Linked DNA regions of Mus musculus: region 2 is linked to region 1. A link is a contact called in public HiChIP or PLAC-seq data. All regions are on one chromosome and are shown on one strand. Each heading gives the region's core, a stretch centred on a gene start, on an enhancer-like site or on the middle of the called end of the contact. The rest is flanking DNA. Distances are from core to core; before and after follow the strand shown.

Region 1 (3,484 bases), core at 387-2,886:
CTTTATTGTTCTTAGTGGTTGGATGTTGAATAAAATGTATGTTGACCTTCAAATCTCTACTTCCCTAAGTCTACTATATTTTTCTGTGGGGATCCCCTCTTACTCTGGTTTCATATAAAATTAACTTGTAACATTAATTTGTACAATGCAATTACTTCTTAGTATCCTCGAGGGGTATATAAAAGTGGATGAAAGGAATATATACACATTCAAAATTAGGCTGTGGCAGACGTGGGGCGTGTAGCTGAAGGTCTGGGTGTGGCCACGCCCTCCTGAATACTCATCAAGCCAACATCTTTGTCCAGTTAAATTAGGCAGCCATTTTAAAAGATGAAACCCAAGTGGTTTTCTTCATTCTTTCTTCAGGAAATTCTAGTTAGTTATACAACCTAGAAATGGAAAATAGCCTCGAAGTTGGCACATTTAGTATATACCCCACATTTTAGAAAAAGGCCCAATTGATTCATTTGAAGTCACATGGTAAACGAGTAAGAGACTCCTGAGAAGAATCCCCAGGCTCTTGAATCTCAGGACGAAGTTGATATTTCTCACATCTGTTGTTTTCGTGTGTGATTACAGGTGGGAACTTGTTGAAGTGTAAGTGAACAGAGCTTATTTTAGTTAAAAGTTACCATTTCCATGATCAGGTAATGGATTGGGACGCTGCTTTGACTATTCAGAAGATAAAAGCTGAGGCCGAAGCAGCCCGCTTCTCAAGATACACCATCTGGGTTCTTTACATATGGCCCAGAAATGTAAATTACTCCATGGACCTGGGAAGTCTTTAATTGGAATTCCTAGCGCTTAAGGCCTGGTCCCTGTTCCTGCACTTTACCCCCTCCAGGGGGCGTATTTTTATCATTATCTTCATCAACGTCATCCAGAGCAACTCGGCCGCCCACAAGAAAATGGAGTCCTGTGAGTTTTGTATTATTCTATTACGGGGCTTTCTAAACTAGGCCTCAAGTTTCACAACGTGACCACGGGCATAATTCTGGGAATTGAAGAGTGGAGCCCTCTCAGTCGTTCATGCTGTCAGCCAGGTTTATATCTTGAGGCAACCTTCTTTGCCTCTTTGTGAGCTTCACCAACCGGGGCATCCGGGCTAACAGTCTAGTTTTAAGGGAAAAACTTCCCCCAACTCTTGGCAACAGTCAAGTCTTTCATATTTCCATTCTTTTCCCATGTATCTCGTGAACCCTAGTGTTTTCTCCGACAGATTAGAGGGCGACCTCACAAGCTGTATGTGGAATGAATGTGTGAAGTTTCCCTCTGTTGAGATAAGGGTGCCCACCTATCCAGCCTCTCTCCTTCATCTCCCCCAAACAAGCAGAAGACACTTACATTGGCATGTTGCTAGGCACGAAGTTACTGCAAGCAGCAACAGAGTCCGCGTATCCACAAAGCTGAGCATGTCTACCACTTAGACATGCAGACTCCTTGTGTTGCAGAGCCCCTGGGTCACCAGCGGAGGTATCACCTGGCGGGCGCAGGCATGCAATCGTGGACCGTTCCCTCCAACTTAGTCGAAACCTCCTGCTGCCGTGGTGCTAAAATAATAAAGCCCAGACCTGCCTTATTTATATGGGAAAAGTTTCCCCAGCCGGAGGGTGCCTCCAAAAACGTCTCCACCAATGGGAGGGCTAGGGCTAGGGGCCCGGGACTCAGTGCTGGGAGGAGACTGCGGGGGAGCAGGGGAGGGAGCCGAGGGGGGAGGGACGTGGCTACGGGGCTTCTTAAATTGGTTCCATTCTTTTTGAGGACGTGGACACTTTTGAGGCTTTCGAGGGGGAACTCTGACTCCCTGTCTGCATACCTCCGCCCTCCCCAGCCACCCGCCCTCTCTCGCCCTTGCCAAGTTTGGAAGCACTTTAGGACACCTACGTGGGCTCTTTACAGATCTCCGGGCGGCGGGGCAGGTGTTGAGGGACCTGGAGGCCGAAGATGAAAAGGCAGGAGCTGTCCAGTCCCGCTTCACTCTGTGCCCTGCGGGCCATCTGCAGGCTGGAGGGGGCTGGGGTGTGAGGGGAGGAGGGTGACAGCGTGGCGAGCTCTAGAGCTGCCCTCATGGGTTGGCTCCACCCCTGCCCCCTAATTTCCCCAGTTTGGGGGGGCCTGTGTGCCCATAATCTCCTCTCTCCTCTGTCTCTCTATCTCTCTGTCTCTCCCTCCCTCCCTCCCTCCCTCCCTCCCTCCCTCCCTCCCTCCCTCCCTTCCTCCCTCCCTTCCTCCCTCCCTCCTCCATCCTCTCTCTGACTCTCTCTGTCTGTACCCCCCTCTCTCTCGTTGATGAGGGGAGCAGGCATCAAGAGATAAACTGTGCATTATTACATTTACTTTGGTTAAGCCCCATTTCCAGCCCCATGTACAGACCCCATGAAGGATTACCAGCCAGACTCAGATGCCGAGCCTGGATCAGATAACAGATCAGTGAACACTCAGCCTTCTTGGCCTTGCTGCCTATTTATGACCCCTTCCACAGCCACTGCCAGGCACCCCTGCCTGCATCTTCACACCTCCCATCATCCCTAGGGCGTATACAACCTCTTCCTTAACATCCCAAGCTGTCCCCTCCAGAACAGATGCAATCTCTCCCCATCTTGGGAAGAGACTTTGACTCTGAAGAATTGGAGTAGGAGACTTTGGCTGTCCAGGACAGCGGCAGAGACATAGTAAATTCTCCTTCCCAAAGTTTCTTGGAGTCTTCCAAGTTACCCGGGGCCGCAGGCTCCTCTTGGCCTGCCGAGCATCCATCATGAGGCTGGAGAGACCTATTCAGACTCTCATTATGTCCCCAAAGTCACAGCAGACACAGCATCTTTAGGCCATTTTTATGTTCATGAAGAAGGAACTGGCGAACTCCTTGGGAAACCTTCCCCCTTTCGACTTCCCGGTGAGGAAGAATTTCTAAGTAGGTTAGCTCCATCAGCAGCTGCTATAAGCAAAAGGTTCTGGATATTGCTAACTGGCTTCTCTTTCTAAATTAAAAAAAATGCTAGAAATAGAAGAGAATAAACATTTCAATAAGGTTATTTCAATCCTGTGAAAAACACTGATTTGAGAGACAAGCATTTTTAAAAATTTAATTTAATTCTTACTTATTCACTTTAAATCCTCCCTCCAGATCACCTCCTCCCACAATCCCTCCCCTCCTCCCCCCTTTTCTTCTGAGCGGTTCCCGGTTCCCCCAATTCCTCTCACCCCAGCAGTTCAAGTCTCTTTTAGGCTAGATGAGAAAGAGTTTTGGGTTTTTTGTTTGTTTGTTTTGTTTTTTAAATAATGTGGAGGGAATTTTTTTTTTTGAAAAAGTACTGAGCAAAGAAAGCATTTCAAGACTGCACATCTGATTTTCTTTCTTTCTTTCTTTCTTTCTTTCTTTCTTTCTTTCTTTCTCTCTCTCTCTTTCCTCCTTCTTCTTCATTAATAAGAGCATAAGTTATTTCTGTCGATGTGCTGGCTTGACTTTAGAGACTGTCATTTGTGT
Region 2 (3,484 bases), core at 654-3,153, 2.4 Mb before region 1:
GGAAAATGGCTTCATGACCTGATCCCCCCACCCTTCTCTCCTCCCTCCCAGTTTCAATAACAATTCTCTGTGGAATCCACCATACACAGTCTATTGCTTTTATTTTGTTTTGTTTTGGTTTTTTGTTGTTTTTGTTGTTGTTGTTGTTGTTGTTGTTGTTTTGGTGGGGTGGGTGTGAAGGATGGTAAACGGTTCAAAGCTATGATTTATCTTAAAGCATTTCTTTTCCTTGAAAGGCGTGAAAACAGAAACCGCCAGCGGACGCTTATTCTCACCTAGAACTATTTCAGCCACTTGCCATTTGCAAGAGGGGGGGAAGGGTGGGTGGAAGGGGGTGCGGGATATGGACTCAACTTTCATCTATAAACAGGGGTCACTAAACAGGGGACATTTCATTATTGCCCTTAAATTCACAGGAGCTAGGGAGCCTGCTTGCCACCCTGCAGGGTGGCCTTGGTTGGGCAGCTTGTGTGGGTCGGTAAGATGTCCTTGGGAGGAGGGGAAATCAACACAATTGGCTTTGAAACTGGAAAAGAGGCTGAAGAAATTCTCTGTGCTCAACAGGGAAACTGAAGTCCTGGGATACAAGGTTTAGGTATCTCTGACTGGGATGTACTCTAACTGGGATGTCGCTACCAGAACTAATCCAGAGGCTAGGCTAACTAATCCAGACTCTGCTAGGGCATGACTTATATTTCTGCAAGTAATAGAATCCTCAGAGAGTTTGACTCCAGGACCAGAAAGAGTCTCCCCATCTCTCTTGAGCTCTCTTTCCCTTTTCCATTCTGTCCTTTCCTGTTTGAACATGATCAGGAACCTTGCCCTGTTAGGCGAATTGTGACATAGAAGCAACCAGAATGGTTTATTGGGGGGGGGGTCACTAATAAAGTTAATGATGAAATTTAAAATATTAACCAAACCAACAGCTTCCCAGATGGCTATATTTAATTAACATTAATTAATACGTGTTCAGCTAATATCCTCTAGGACGCAGTAGAGCTTCTTTATTGTAAAAGAGAAGAGGGATAGAGGGAAGACACACTTTACAGCACCCAGGGCAGTTGGCTCTGATGACAAGAGCAATTGTAGATTCATATAAGAATATGTTTATAAACAAGTGACAGGCACATTCTGAGGTGGCTTTGGTGGAGAGAGTGGAGGGACTGACAAATATCCTTTGCTGTGGGGGAGGGGCTGTGGGGGAAGGGCACCTTTAAGAGTAGGAAAATGCTATGGTAGAGGGAAGAAAGACGGGAGTAGTTTTTAAAAGAAAAAAAAAAGAAAAAAAAAAACTATTTGAGCCTGCAGGCAGCAGCAGCAGCAGAGGCAGCAGCAGCAGCAGAGGCAGCAGCAGCAGCAGGGGCCCTGTGAATGCACCAGCTCTGCACGGTGGAAGACTTGGACACATAATACTTCAGACTGCTGATTTGCTATTTTCTTAATTCTGGCTCTTCTTTTTCCATATGAATCAAACAGTCTTTTGTCCTTCAGGGTTTGATTTGATCGCTACTGTTCACATTTCACTTTTGTACTTTCCCTCTTCCTATACCATTACTCATTGAGTGCCCTGTGAAATTACAATCGTACATTTTCAACTCAGCAACCCATTTGCAGTACAAAAAATAGGGTCTAAATAATGGCTGAATTAGCCCTACTGGACAGTTTCAGATGTAACACTCTGTAATAATTATATTGCAGGCTGGATTAGGATGCTATTATCATAATCTGGACGTTTACAATTATCTGTAATTTGCAAAGATGCGCCAGGTCTTGATTACAGCAGCTTTTTTTTTTTTTTTTTTTTTTTTTTTTTGTATCACGCTAACCATCACTAAACAGTGACAGTAATAACAGCTAATTTTGCTGGCAATATAAGAGGTGCTGGGGTGTGCAAACAATTTCACACCTGGATGTGCTCACTCAACCAAGAATATAGAGACAGAGCCTCTGCCCTGAGACTCAGAGAAACGCTCTCCTGTGCCTCCCTCCGCTCAGTATAGATTTCTAGACCCTGATCATTGCTTAAGAGATATTCACCGGGGTAAGTTTTTATTTTTGGCATACTTCTAACTTCTAAGTACTGTTTTTATTTCTCCTCTCAGACTCTCCAAGCTATATACAATATGTTGTTGTGATTTACTTGAATTGCAACTTTGGTTTCAAGGTTTGGGCTCTGACCTTTTATTTTCCTTTAACAGTAAGAGTTGATCTGGTGAGAATGGGATCCCTAAGAACCTGACTTGCCTGTCTTGCTTCCGTGCGACTGATGTGTTTGGTGTAGTCTGTGACTTGAGACGAAGAAAGGACCAGGTTTCTGCGAGTTGTAGAAGGAGCCCGAGAGTCCAAGCTAAAAATCTATCTGAAAATTGTTACTTACAATTGATCTTAAGTAAATACATTGAGGTTTTTATATGCGGCCATGATTTTAGGTTTTGAGGCATCAGAGATCAAACAGAGCTGGCTGTGTGGCTTGCTTCTTTGCAGTCAGCTATGGGGATGGATGTTAGCAAAAGCAGGTGTGCCTGAATCTCTGGGCTTTGCAGCCCTTTGGGCATCTTCTCTCCAGCTGGGGGAAAGTTTGTAGAATAAATGGCATCTGAAACCCTTCAAGGCTGTTCCGTAGGGCCTTGCATAGAGCTGTAGTCTCTGTCTCTCTGTATCTCCCTGTCCGTGTGTGTGTGTGTGTGTGTGTGTGTGTGTGTGTGTGTGTGAGAGAGAGAGAGAGAGAGAGAGAGAGAGAGAGAGAGAGAGAGAGAGCGAGAGCGCAGAGGGGAGTGGGGAGTGGGGGAGGGGAAGGTATCCAGACCGTGGAGCTTATTGCCTGCTGAGCCCAAATTCTGTGATCCTGGGCTTAGAGGGGGATGATTGGTTGGGACACAGAATCGACAACTTATGAAGCCAAGGAACCAGTGTAGTCTATGTACCGAGGAAGATATTGGCAACAAGCTGTGCTGTTCCGTCTCTAGATGACGCTGTTCCCTGACCCTGTAAATGTTATAAGTAGCTAGAGTGCTTAGTATAGGATCCCACAATGTCTTTGACTGCCCACCCTGCCGAGAGAAGCTTTTCTACCATGGCAAGAACCTTTGCACTAAATTGTGTCCAAAGATAATGTGGTGTTTATTTGTTAGAGAGGAGGAGAAGTTGTCTCTCTCTTATATTCCTACCCAATAGCTATGCTCCTCACCCCAGCCCTTTAGTATAGTCAGAACAGGGCTTGGGAACTCAAACTCTACAGTCTAGTAGGGAGTTTGAACATGGGGAGGCGCAATAGACACCTCAACTGGCAACACCTTTCACCCATGCTCCTCCTACCAATCCCTCCCTCGGGGAACGAGTTTCCTTGGGGGTCAATACATTTTAAAGGAGAAAAAACTATTAACCCTTGGAGTTCAGGGAATCCAGTGGGAGCCCAGTTCTAAGCAGAGTTCTAGGGGACTATCTGACAGCATCTCTGTAACTAAGCTCATGTTCAATAGGAGAT

The links. HiChIP or PLAC-seq counts read pairs in DNA pulled down with a chosen protein or histone mark.
Region 2: a contact with region 1 is called in an H3K27ac HiChIP or PLAC-seq map of embryonic stem cells, with 11 times the contacts expected there. The contact joins the promoter of Dlx6os1 here to the promoter of Col1a2 in region 1.

What each region holds. Positions count from the first base shown.
Region 1 is chr6:4,503,770-4,507,253 of GRCm38.p6, reverse strand. Col1a2 (collagen, type I, alpha 2) reads right to left here and starts at 1,636. Exons shown (of 52, transcript NM_007743.3): 1 at 1,345-1,636. The coding sequence starts at 1,414.
Region 2 is chr6:6,870,046-6,873,529 of GRCm38.p6, reverse strand. It overlaps Dlx6os1 (distal-less homeobox 6, opposite strand 1), which reads left to right and starts at 1,903. Exons shown (of 2, transcript NR_155496.1): 1 at 1,903-2,041.